Linked DNA regions of Pan troglodytes: regions 2 and 3 are each linked to region 1. A link is a contact called in public Hi-C and HiChIP or PLAC-seq data. All regions are on one chromosome and are shown on one strand. The core of a region is the stretch at or near the end of the contact, and the rest is flanking DNA. Distances in the headings are between cores, read along the strand shown.

The links. Hi-C and Micro-C count contacts between places; a contact is called where the count stands out from the background. HiChIP or PLAC-seq counts read pairs in DNA pulled down with a chosen protein or histone mark.
Region 2: a Hi-C map of stem cell-derived neural progenitor cells shows a contact between it and region 1, with 3 times the contacts expected there. The contact joins the promoter of CDKL1 here to the promoter of MAP4K5 in region 1. A contact is called at or near these places in 1 of 7 Hi-C or Micro-C datasets (stem cell-derived neural progenitor cells) and 1 of 1 datasets of contacts at active chromatin or transcription factors (stem cell-derived excitatory neurons).
Region 3: an H3K4me3 HiChIP or PLAC-seq map of stem cell-derived excitatory neurons shows a contact between it and region 1, with 15 times the contacts expected there. The contact joins the promoter of DMAC2L here to the promoter of MAP4K5 in region 1. A contact is called at or near these places in 5 of 7 Hi-C or Micro-C datasets (blood, induced pluripotent stem cells, a lymphoblastoid cell line and 1 more), 1 of 1 datasets of contacts at active chromatin or transcription factors (stem cell-derived excitatory neurons) and 1 of 1 other capture datasets (stem cell-derived neural stem cells).

Annotation. Positions count from the first base shown.
Region 1 is chr15:48,545,250-48,549,497 of NHGRI_mPanTro3-v2.0_pri, reverse strand. It overlaps MAP4K5 (mitogen-activated protein kinase kinase kinase kinase 5), which reads left to right and starts at 1,387. Exons shown (of 31, transcript XM_063793369.1): 1 at 1,387-1,524. The coding sequence starts at 1,417. It overlaps ATL1 (atlastin GTPase 1), which reads right to left and starts at 976. Exons shown (of 14, transcript XM_522849.8): 1 at 591-976.
Region 2 is chr15:48,411,291-48,415,681 of NHGRI_mPanTro3-v2.0_pri, reverse strand. CDKL1 (cyclin dependent kinase like 1) reads left to right here and starts at 2,263. Exons shown (of 11, transcript XR_010151105.1): 1 at 2,263-2,352; 2 at 3,248-3,872.
Region 3 is chr15:48,326,355-48,330,282 of NHGRI_mPanTro3-v2.0_pri, reverse strand. It overlaps DMAC2L (distal membrane arm assembly component 2 like), which reads right to left and starts at 1,849. Exons shown (of 5, transcript XR_010151112.1): 1 at 1,780-1,849. L2HGDH (L-2-hydroxyglutarate dehydrogenase) reads left to right here and starts at 2,015. Exons shown (of 11, transcript XM_009427791.4): 1 at 2,015-2,154. The coding sequence starts at 2,015.

The sequences.
Region 1 (4,248 bases), core at 138-2,637:
TAAGTATTTTAAGACCTCTTATATTCGATAACCCCCTTTACAATCCTGTAAAACGCTTTATAAACACTTTCCTGGGTGTCAGATGCAAAATCTTACCCTCTTTAAGCTGCAGATAAGGACACCGAGATGTTGCCAAATATGCTGTTTTGTCCCAGAGCACATACTGAGGAAGTGGTAGAACCAGAACCAGTCTGTGACCCCTTTGTTTTACTTTTGCGGAACTCCTGATCTCATTAAAGGTGCAATACCAGCGATGAGACACTGCATGTGCCCAACAGGGACAAAGGTCATTGAGCAGTCCTAGGAATTCAGACTTTCAGAAATGTCTCAGAAGAACTAAGTAGAAGGCAGGTTGTGCAGGTGTGCAGTGCAGCCTCAAACTGGTACCACCGGGAATGGTTTGCAAAACAGGAAGGTGCAGTAGGGTGTGCCGGGACTTAGTTAACCTGGCACTCCCCCACCTCCTTCCCCGGCGCCCCGCTGCCAGGTTACTTCTGGCCCGGTGCCCTTAACGTACCCTTTCCGTGTTTAACTTGGAGGGCTACGTTCCCATCGCCCTTCTTCCTCTACCCGTCACCCTACAGGCCTACCTGACAAATGTGGGGACGGTTTAGCCAAGGCCCGTTGGCCCACGAATGCCCAGGGGTGTGCCTTATTTCTGAGAGTGGGAGGGAGACAGCCCAGGCCCTGCAAGGACGCGCCCGGCTAGGGGGGCGCGGTGGCGCGGTCGGGAGGGTGTTGTGTTCTCAGCAGGCCTCAGGGCGGCACTCTGGTTCTGCGGCCGGAGTGCTCGGGCGGGCCGCTGGGCGCCGACCCATGCTGGCTGGGAACGTGTCTCCCGGTGACGCAGCCCCGGGTGGGGAACGTGGTGCGGCGGCGGCGGCGGCGGCGGCGACTGTACGCGCCTCCGCCGCCCCCGAGAGGACGCGCCGTGCAGCGGCTGAGTGGCGGCGGCGGCGACGGCAAACCCGGAGCTGCCGGCCGGCGCGGGGGAGGAGGACGCGGGTGCGGTCTAGGAAGTAGGTCCCGGGCTCCGCGCTCAACAAAGACGGGGCCGCCCCCATTAGGTACCGAGCCGGCCCTGGGCCCCGGCTGGCGGGGAGGCCTCGTCGGGCAGTTCGCGGGCGGCCGGGGAGGGGGAAGGGCCGCAGACCGAACGGGGATACGGGGCGCCGGGGGCCCTTCCAGGCCCCTTTCTCTTCCACGGCCCCTGGCGGGACGGAAGGGAAGGGGCCGGGCCGCGAGGGCGCGGCCGCTGGGGGTCGTAGCCTGCGACGCCAACCAGCCTTTGCTCGTCCCTCGTGCAGACGGAGCTGCGGGCGGAGGCTCCATGTTGGGAAGCGGCGCCGTTCGTGCTTGTTAGCGGGAATCCGGGAGCCGCGGGGTGAGCTGGCGGGGGCCGGGCCCTAAGTGAAGATGGAGGCCCCGCTGCGGCCTGCCGCGGACATCCTGAGGCGGAACCCGCAGCAGGACTACGAGCTCGTCCAGAGGGTCGGCAGCGGCACCTACGGGGACGTCTATAAGGTAAGTGAGGCTGGCCGTGCTTTTTTCCTGCGGTCGACTGCGTCCCGGGAATGGGGCCACTTTCCTGCGAAGTATTGGGGCGAGAGGAGGATGCTTTTACTGTTGCCTCTTGGGGAGAAAGCGGCCGGGGTCCCTTTTACTCGGTTCTGAGCACCCTCGACTCATAGCTTGTTCTAATCGCTACCAACAGGCAGAACTAACCACACAGTTGCAAACCGCTGTTGCACTTTTTTTGTGGTTTAAAGGCTTTTTAATAGGGCTTATTTATGGTATTGAAGGGAATTTGAATCTGCCTGTGGAATTACACCGAAGGATGCTCTAGTGTTAGCGTGGAAAAATGCTTCATGGAAGATAGACAGGAAAGAATATTGACATTCAGACATTTGCATTTTTTAAAAAAAAATTGTTTCAATGGATGAGTTTGACTAAAAAAGCCATATGAAACTCTGTCTCTGAGCTTTAACTGTAAGCAAACTAATATTGGTGACATGTATGCAAGCATTATCCCATATAAAAAGATGCTTTTCCTGGTGGAAGTTTGATCGTTTGTTTTTGGTTGGCGATAAAAATGTGATATTAACTTGCTGGGTTTTGTTTTACTTTAGCGGTTCCTTTCAGGGATTTATAACATCCTATAACCAAGAGTGGATATGAGCTGCTGTCTTTGTATTGTGCTGTTTTGTATTACTTAAGACAAACGATGAGAGTAAGTTACACCTAATTTAGGATTTTAAAAAACATTGTAGAGAAGCAAACCCAATTCCCCAAATCCGCTGAGTTCTTGAATGGTTCAGAGGAAAGAGATTGAGATTGCCTTATGCTTTTTGTTGTGTGTTCCAAAAAGGGAGTATTAGTGCAGCCTATGAATATTAAGGGCAAATTCCTTTGCTTTTTGCAACGGCGTTGTTTATTGGATTTGATCATGATATATATCACATTGTGCCAAACAACACTTCTGCATATCGCTGAAGTGGTTTTGTGTCATTTGGGTAATTAACCAGTAGATTCCTCTGGGGTTAGCTTGTTGTTTTGCACAGGTGGTTCCCCTCTTTTTACTTACTTTTAATTTCCTCCCAATTAATATTAGCATTTCAAGGTAGTGGTATTATAGCCCTAGCACTGTTTGATTCTACTGAGATAGACTGTAATGGATAGGCTTTTTATTCCTTAAACAAGCATTTGAGTCTTCTGTACCAGGCACTGGTAGAGGTACTGAGGTGATGAATTGTGAGCAAGGTTCTGGCTCTTACCTTGTGAATACCTTCGAACTCAAAGTGTATGTTTGTAACAATCCTCTTCTTCTTTATGTAAAATTAGAGGTAGTTAACTTAGTTGTTTATCCAGGGATTAGCCATTTTGTGGAATGCTCTTTAGAAAATTGAAATTCCTATTTCCTTTCTCAGTCTCATTTTTTAGTCATCTTTGTCTTATGATTCACTGTGTGTTAGACGAGTTCAATTTAGTTCATGTTAATTTACAATAGTATAAATTCTACTTGTATATATTCTCTTCTCCCTACTACAATAAAGTTTTAGGAGTGTTTTTCCCATAAAGATCTTAAGACCTCCACCCTTTTTCTTCATAGATATAGTAACTAAAGCAACTCTGGAGCAGGATTTTATTCATGCCTGGGAAAAAGCAAAGATTATATTTAAGGGGCAGCTAATGCCTGCCTTTTACCCTGGTGCCTTCCTGCCCTAGTCTCTCTTCTGCAGTTCCCAAACAGAATCAGAAACCGAATATTCATCATACTCTACCTTCACCCCTTAACACATGGTCCCCTACCCTCACAATGTTGCTTCCTCTACCCTCACAATGTTGCTTCCTCACACTTACATGTATATTCATTGCACACTAGGCCAGCCTCTGATTCTAAACATCCTTAAGGCGTTCTTAGCTCCTTGTCTTTTGTTTTCCTTTGTTCTAATTACTTGGAATCACCTTCCACCCCTCCATTTCCACCTGTTGCTGTAATACCTGTCCATGAAAGCCTTACCCAAATGCTCCTGGGCAAGACAGCCCTTCCCTCTTATTTCTCAGCCTCATCTACCACTCTCCTTAGTCATTCTGCTCTAGTTACACTGGCCTGCTTGCTTCTCCTTAAACATGATAAGCATCTCCCCATCTTTGGGTCCTTGTTCTTGCTATTTCCTCTCTTCGTAATGTCTCCCCTTCACCACCGCCCCCCACTATATGGCTTGCTCCCTTCCTCCTTTTTTTCACATCCTCCCGATCTTCTTTTCCTACTCTATTTTTTGCTTTGTACTTATCACCAACATAATGTTTTACTTATTTTTTTCTTGTTTATTATCTATCTTGATTCACTAAAATACTCCATGATGGCAGGGATTTTAATCTCTTCACTGCTCTGTCTCTGATTATGCCTGCCACAAAGTAAGTACTTCCTAAAAATTTGATGAATAAATGAATGAATGAATATCAGACTCTGTCACTTAGTTCTCTGAGCACATGCTATTGACATCATAGCACTAAGTTAGCATTTAATAGTCTATGTATTCCTGTAATGCCTTCTGTTTGTCTGTTTGTTTGGATACAGGATGTCGCTCTGTCCCCCAGGCTAGAGGGCAGTGGCGGGATCTTGGTTCATTGAAGCCTCAACCTCCCGGGCTGAAGTGATCCTCCCACCTCAGCCCCCCAAGTAGCTGGCACTACAGGTGTGTGCCACCATGTCTGGCTAATTTTTGTATTTTTTTTTTAGTAGAG
Region 2 (4,391 bases), core at 1,014-3,513, 130 kb after region 1:
TTGGAAATTAACACACTACAAAAATAACCCATGAGTCAAAAAGGAAGTCACAAGGAAAATATTTTTGGGCCAGGCACGGTGGCTCACATCTATAATCCCAGCACTTTGGGAGCCAATGCGGGAGCATCATTTGAGGTCAGGAGTTCAAGACCAGCCTGGCCAACATGATGAAACCCTGTCTGTACTAAAAATACAAAAATTAGCTGGGCATGATGGTGCATGCCTGTAGTTCCAGCTACTTGGGAGGCTGAGGTGGGAGAACCGCTTGAACCTGGGAGGCGGAGGTTGCAGTGAGCCGAGATCACACTATTGCACTCTAGCCTGGGTGACAGAGTGAGACTCCATCTCAAAAAAAAAAAAAAAAAAAAAAAAAAAAATATATATATATATATATATATTTTGAACTGAATGAAAATGATGATACAACATATTAAGATTTCTGTGATGTATTTAAAGTGGTGCTTACAGGAAAAATTATGGCATTAAATGCTTATATTAGAAGGCGGGGTGCAGTGGCTCATGCTTGTAATCCCAGCACTTTGGGAGGTTGAGGCAGGCAGATTATCTGAGCTCAGTAGTTGGAGACCAGCCTAGGCAATATGGTGAAACCCTGTCTCTACAAAAAACACAAAAATTAGCCAGGCGTGGTGGCACACCTACTTGGGAGGCTGAGGCAAGAGGATCGCCTGAGCCTGGGAGGCAGAGGTTGCAGTGAGCCAAGATCACACCACTGCACTCCAGCCTGGATGACAGAGCAAGACTGTCTCAAAAAAAAAAAACAAAAAAAATTCTTCCAAACATTTAAGGAATTAATAATACCAATTTAATGTAAACATCTCTAGAAAATAAAAGGGAAGATAAACACTTCCCAACTCATTTTCTGAGATCAGCATTATCCTGATGCCAAAATTAGCAGATACTACAAGAAAACTATACATCAATATCTCTCAAAACATGAATGTAAAAATTTCCAATAAAATATTACTGATCAAATCCAGCAATATATTAAAATGATGAAATCATAAAATAAGTTGGGTTTATCCCAGGAACAAAAGGTTGGTTCAACATCTAAAAATCAATATAATTCACCGTATCAACAGACTACATAAAAACAATTTGGTGGTGCACACCTTTAATTCTAGCTACTCAGGCCTGGCAGAAGTGGGAGGATTGCTTAGGCCCAGGAGTTCAAGGGTACAGTAAGCAGTGATAACACTACTGCACTCCAGCCTGGGTGACAGAGCAAGACTCCCTCTCAATTAAAAAAAAAAAAAAAGAAAAGAAAGGAAAAGGAAATGATCACCTCTAGATGAAGAAATGCATTTGATAAAATTCAACATCCATTCATAATTTTAAAAAGCAAACAAAAACACTAAGCAAACTAGGAATGAAAGTGAACTTTCTCAACCTCCTATTAATAAAAGGCTTCTGTGTTAGATACATATGGTTGCATAACAAATTACCCCAAAACATAATAGCAAACATATTTCAGTTTCTAGAGGTCAGGAACCCAAGTATGGCTTAGCTGGGTGCCCCTGGCTCAAGGTCTCTCACAAGATTGAACGTACATTGTCATCTGGGGCTACAATCTCATCTGAAAGCTCACTGGAGTTGGGGTGGTGGGGGAGATCCTCTATCCTCAAAAGGCTACATACAGTCTGATTCCATTTTCATGACATTCTGGAAAAGGCAAAACTATAGAGACAGAAAACAGATCTATGGTTGCCATTTGTAAACAATTTCTGTTCACAGACCACCTCTAGGCCATCCTTGTACTGGGTTTCCAGGGCAGCCACCAGCCCTCTCTCCTCAGCTCCAGGCTCCTTTCTGAACCCTTCCTGGGTTTACATTTAGTAGCATGCTGCTTGACACGGGATTGGCCCCTGTTTCATAGACACTGTGTTAATTTTCTCTCCTCGGGTACTGCTTCCAGGACAAGTACCCGCATTGATGCTGGCACTGGGAACGGGACGGATGATAAAGTGTGAGGCACTCTGCCCAGTGGCAACTGACATGATTTCATAATTTCCCCAGGTCCATCCGCTTCCCGCCAGTGTGCTCAGATTTGAGCAGTAGGAGTCCGTTGGGAGAAAGAAGGGGGAAAGGAACCAAAAACAATTAAGGCAGGCTCTGTAAGCTTCCACCTCCCACACCAGAAAAGTCCCACAGCAGAAGACTGCCGTGGAACCTTCCCTGCTGTAGAGGAAAGTGCTGACTTTAAGCAATTTCTGCGGTCACGCCTTCCTCTTCTTTCCTTTCTCCCTCTCATTCATTCACTGACGCCGCAGCACTGATCAGCACAGACACAGAAGATGCCTCCAAGGGACCAAAGGGAATAACCGCGGTTCTGAGGTGCGGGGACGGCTGTTGCAGGGAAATGTGGACCGCTCAGGAGGGGCTCCTAGCGCAGGCGTCTTGCTCCGCAGACGCGGTTACAGCTGCGCTTTGCACGGCCTGCGGAAGTTTGCAAATCTAGCAGGTCTGCTCTCCCGGCAGCAGGACTCGGCCCGCGGTCAGGACAGCTCCCATGGACGGAGGGCGGCCCTCCGGGGCCTTTCCCTGCAGCCGGGACAGCGGCCGGGCTGGGCCGGGCTGGGTCGGGCCGGGGGTGGGAAGCTGGGGCGCGGCGGCCCCGCCCAGGCAGACCCGGGGCGGGAGCCGGTTCCCATAGGGATCGCGGGCCGAGCCACGCCGAGCCGAGCTGGGCGGAAGAAGGCGAGGCGGGAGCCAGGCCCGTCACTGACCGCCGCGGCGCCGTGAGTCCCGGGCGGGCAAGGAGGCGCGGGCCGTCCCTGGCCAACACGTGGCACCGCTCCATGCTGCGCGGCGCGGCTGAGGTGCACGTCCGGGCGCGGGAGGGTTTTCCCAGTCCCGGGGGCGTGGGGCGCGGGGCGCGGGTTGGTCTCCTGCGGCCAAGCCTCGCCGCCGCCTCCGCGGGGAGCCGGGAGGTGTCTTCTTGCCGCAGGGAAATGAGACCCGAAATTAGAACCGGGGAAGCCCTTAGCCCTCCCCGTGCTCCAGCCAGCTCAGGTGTCTTAGATCGGATGAACGATAACGTTAAAAAGATAGCTTATCTTACAGCTCGGCTCGTTTTAGGATGGCAAGTTACATTTTAACTTACAGGGTATTTAACGGGCGATTAAAATCGGGTTACTGGAGGCAGCTAACTCTAGGCTGTTACTGATCGCGTTGCCATTGCCGACACGGGTACACTCTTCATTCCTTAACATGTGCTGTTCTGTTCTAGGACCGTGACAAACACTCATCGTTGGGTGGGGCTCTAGTGCAGTCCGTTGGTGCCAATATTTTATAAGCGACGTTTTCAAACTATGTGAAGATCCTTTCTTTTCTTTTCTTTGTTTTTTGTTTTTGTTTTTGTTTTTTTTTGAGACGGAATCTCGCTCTGTCGCCCGGGCTGGAGTGCAGTGGCGCGATCTCGGCTCACTGCAACCTGCGCCTCCCAGGTTCACGCGATTCTCCTGCCTCAGTCTCCTGAGTAGCTGGGACTACGGGCGCCCATCACCACACCCGGCTAATTTTTTGTATCTTTAGTAGAGACGGAGTTTCACTATGTTGGCCAGACTGGTCTCGAACTCCTGACCTCAGGTGATCTGCCCGCCTCAGCCTCCCAAAGTGCTGGGATTACAGGCGTGAGCCACCATTCTCGGCTGAAGATCCATTTTAAGAAGATTTATTCCTCTATGATGGAGAAGTATGAAAAAATTGGGAAAATTGGAGAAGGATCCTATGGAGTTGTTTTCAAATGTAGAAACAGGGACACGGGTCAGATTGTGGCCATCAAGAAGTTTCTGGAATCAGAAGATGACCCTGTCATAAAGAAAATTGCCCTTCGGGAAATCCGAATGCTCAAGGTAATTGATTCACTTTTCCTTTTTTTTTCTTTTTCGAGACAGGGTCTCACTCTGTCTCCCAGGCTGGAGTGCAGCGATGTGATCATAGCTCACAGCAGCCTGGAACTCCTGGGCTCAAGCCATGCTTCTGCCTCAGCCTCCTGAGTAGCTGGGATTACAGGTTCTAGCCACTGCTCCGGGATCCATTTTTTCTTTAAAGTGAATTTTTAGGGATGAAAGAAATAAAGTGAGTCATGTTATGTTAAAAGAATGTCATGGGACATGGTTATATCTTACTTCATAGCCTTTTGACTTCAGTGACACAAATGGGATATCTGTGCACAAGTCACTAATTATATAATGAACTAGAAAGCAGAGACAAAAGTGCCAGGTAAGGTGGCATTCACTTTTAGAGATGCTGTGGGATATTTATTTTTCTTCCCAATAGTTTCTCTCCCACCTGTAGACCTGGGTTTTCAAGGACCATCACAATTTGATAGTATAGGAATGTAAGACAATTCAATTTTGCTGGCATTGTTG
Region 3 (3,928 bases), core at 600-3,099, 220 kb after region 1:
ATTGTGAGTTACAATTCAAGATGAGATTTGGGTGGGGACACAGCCAAACCATATCAATACTGTAGTACATCTAAATTATGGAATACCACTCAGTAATAAAAAGGAAGGAACTACTGATACATGTAACAGTTTGGATATATCTCAAGGGATTATGCTGAATGAAAAAGAGTCAATAAAAGTTACATACTGTATGATTACAATAATTACATTTATGTAACATTCTTGATATAGCAAAATTTTAGAAACAGAGAATAGATTGGGTGGGGCTGCAAAGGTAAGTTGTGGTTATAAAAGGGCAACTGGAGGAACCCTTGTGGTGATGGACCTGGGCTGTACCTTGACTGTGGTGGTGGATACAAGAATCTACACACCTGATAACCATATAGAACTAAATATACACAGAGAACACTAATACAAAATGAGGAATCTGAATGAGATCAGTGGATTGTGTGAATGTCAATTACCTGGTTGTGATATGGTACTAGTTTTGCAAGATGCTACCACTGGGAAGACTGGGTAAAGGGTACACAGAATCTCTATTCTTACAATTGCATGGGAATCCACAATTACCTCGCAAAGTTGAATAACCATCTCTTTTTTTCATCTGTGATGGAACAAGCAGGCAATATTCTACATTGTTTTAACAAATAAAGCAAACTATGTACCACTGTTCTGGTGGTAAAACCCTTTAACCATAATAAATGTCATCACGTAGCAAATGCTTCACTGTGCTAAACACCTGCTGACCTTATCTCGTGTAATCTGCTCGACGGCCCTAAGACTAGGGAGACACTGCTATCATTCCTAGTTCACTGAGGAGGGTCTGAGGCAAAGAGGTGAAGTGATTTCCTGGAGCTACGTGACCAAAGACTGGAACCAAGATTTTTAGAGGCACACGAAGTCCTTCTGGTAATAAATCTGTATAATTCTATTTGTTATGTTCAGCTGTCCTAACCCTAAAAATTAAAAACTGCCATCAAGCATACAGAATGAGTGTTAGCAACACTGGCACGGTGATAATTTTAAAGAGTTAGAAGGTCCTTTAGAGATTACACAGCCCATCGCCCTCATTTTTACATAAAGGGAATCAGGTGAAGTGACCTGCACAGGTGAGTCGCTGCTCAGAGACCGCACAGCACATTTAAAACTGTATCTCGGTTCAGTACTCAAGAAAAGGACACAGACTTATAAATGGTGGCAAAAACCGAGCTGTCTGGTTCTTCCGGTACCCAGTGCCGGGTCCAGTACAGAGCAGGCGCTCGATATTTACAAGACCAATCAATGACTGAATGAATAGCACCGCCAGGAACCCCATAAAAGAAGTCCAGAAGACTGCGGGCTGTCAGTCTTCGCTGTGACAAAGAGCCTCCGTGAGGAGCGAGGGCTAGGGCCGGACAGGGAGCGCCCTTCTAGTGGATGCTCGACTGGGCTGGGGCCGGGATGGAGACGGTGGGTGCCCAAGCCCTCCGTCTACCGCGGGCTGCGTGCGCGGCCGAGCGAGGACCCGGCTGGAGCTGGAGCCGGAGCGGGGGCGGGGAGGGGGGCGGGGCCGAAGGCGAGCCGGAAGAAAGAAGCAGCTGGGCCCGCCCAAACAAGAATTTTCACCGTAATCCCGCCCAGAGTTTCTCCCACAGCCCCATGTCCGCATGGCGGTGAAGGTCGAAGACGCGCGACCCAAAGGGCCAGGTTTTCAGTCAGCCCAGCGTTGGCGACGGGCGAGGGCAGAACACAACCACCACCCTAGTCCCGCCCGGCTCGGGGCCTAGCTTTTCTACTCACAGCGTCGGAGGGAGGGAGGGAGCGAGCCAGCGTCCCCGCGTCTGCGGCACCCTGGCCGGCCCTTCGCCCTCCGACGCGCGCGCCTATTGGCCACCGCAGCCTCTCCCACATGGGGCGAAGGCGCACCACTTCATTGGCCCCCGCGTGAGGGGCGTGGCTAAAGAGCGCGGGTCCTCGGCCGTGGAGGGTCAAGTGGCTTCTTCTGAGCGCTGAGGGAGGGGAGCGTGCGTAGGGGATGGTGGCAGCGCTGCGTTATTTGGTTGGTGCCTGCGGACGGGCCCGCGGGAGTTTCGCCGGTGGCTCCCCTGGGGCGTGCGGGTTCGCGTCTGGGAGGCCAAGACCGCTGTGTGGAGGTAGCCGCAGCGCCTGCACCAGGTGAGTGGCCGCTTGCTCCCCGCCGCCTGCGCTGCTGCCCCTCGCGGAGGCACCTGGTGGTGGACCTGTGCCCCTGTTCCTATTTCCCTGTCCCGGGGTGAGAGCAGGTTGGGGTCCTGTGGCACTCCAACCTCGGATCCCAGGAGCTACCAACCTGCAGGTTCATTCGTTGTATTTACGGGCCGGAGGAAAGGCAGTGTATAGAGTAGAGGTCAGGAGTAGCTCTGGCTTTGAACAACCCGTCCACTTTCTGTTGAACTCTGGGCTAGTTACTTAACCTCCTTAAAGGTTCAGTTGTGAATTGGACCTTAGTCTCTCCTGTAGGTGGTCATTTGAAGGATAAAAGGACCTAGCACACAGTATAAGCAATCAAATATGCTGTTTATAAGCTGGAGTCTTTGGCGTTGCTTGGAAGATCTGAATACAGTCTTAAATCAGTTCCTGGCACACCCCGCATAGTGTTGTCCCCGTCGGAGGCAGCTCTTATGCTAATGAAAGCCCGCAGAATTCAGTGTCCTGTGATTTATAGTTTGGACGTCACATTCGAAACCATTGTCTTTCTCTGTCCTCTGTAGAAGAAACAGTTTGTGTGAAGGCTGTAAGGCTTGGAGAGGTTTTGGCTATTTTGACGACTAGAAGGTGGGCCATATGAGTGTGACTGAAGTTTAGTGGAAGACATATGGTGTGGAATGACCCGGTAGAAGGACTACATCACAGCAAGGTTTTTAGTTTATTTTAACCACACGTTGACTTTTATTCTAAGAGCCACGGGAAGCTATTTAAAAGGGTTTTAAGAAGAGGCTACGCTTTAGGAGGCCGAGGCGGGCGGATCGCCTGAGGTCAGAAGTTGGAGACCAGCCTAACCAACATGGCGAAACCCCGTCTCTACTAAAAATACAAAAAAATTAGCCTGGCGTGGTGGTGGGCGCCTGTAATCCCAACTACTCCGGAGCCTTAGGAGAATCGCTTGAACCTGGGAGGCGGAGGTTGCAGTAAGCTGAGATCGCACCATTGCACTCCAGCCTGGGCGACAGAGCAAGACTCTGTCTCGCAAAAAAAAAAAAAAAAGAAAAAAAAGAAAAGAAAAAAAGAAGAGGCTAATGATTAAATGTTGATGTTCTAAAAGTTGACTCTGGCTGCTGCGTGTTGGTGGATAGGGGGAGTAGAGTGGGATACCAGTAATAGCGATTGTGATTTGTTATGGGGCATGTAGACAGTTCTTTTGGGAAGCTTTTCTTAAGGAAAGAAAAGTAGGGTTAGTGAAAGTTTTGTTTATACTTAAAATGTTTTTTTAAAAAAATTTTTGGAGTCAGAGTCTCACTGTGTTGCCAAGGCTGGAGTGCAGTGGCACAATCATAGCTCACTGCAGCCTCCACCCTCCTGGGCTCAAGCGATCCTCCCTCCTCAGCCCCCCTCCCCAATGCTTCCTGTCCTCCAGGAGCTGGGACCACAGGCAGCTAATTATTTTCCTATTTTTTTGTAGAGACGTTGCCCAGGGTGGTCTCGAACCCCTGGCCTCAAGTGAACCTCCCTCTTCAGCCCCCCAAAGTGCTGAGATTACAGGTGTGAGCCACCGTGCCTGGCCTATACTTTTATTTTGAAGTAATTATAGATCCATTGGAAATTGCAAAAATAGTACAGGCCAAGCGTGGTGACTCAGGCTTGTAATCCCAGTGCTTTGGGAGGCTGAGGCAGGAGGATCACTTGAGCCCAGAAGTTTGAGACCAGCCTGGGCAAAATATAAGATCCCTTCTCTACAAAATAAAAAATAAAA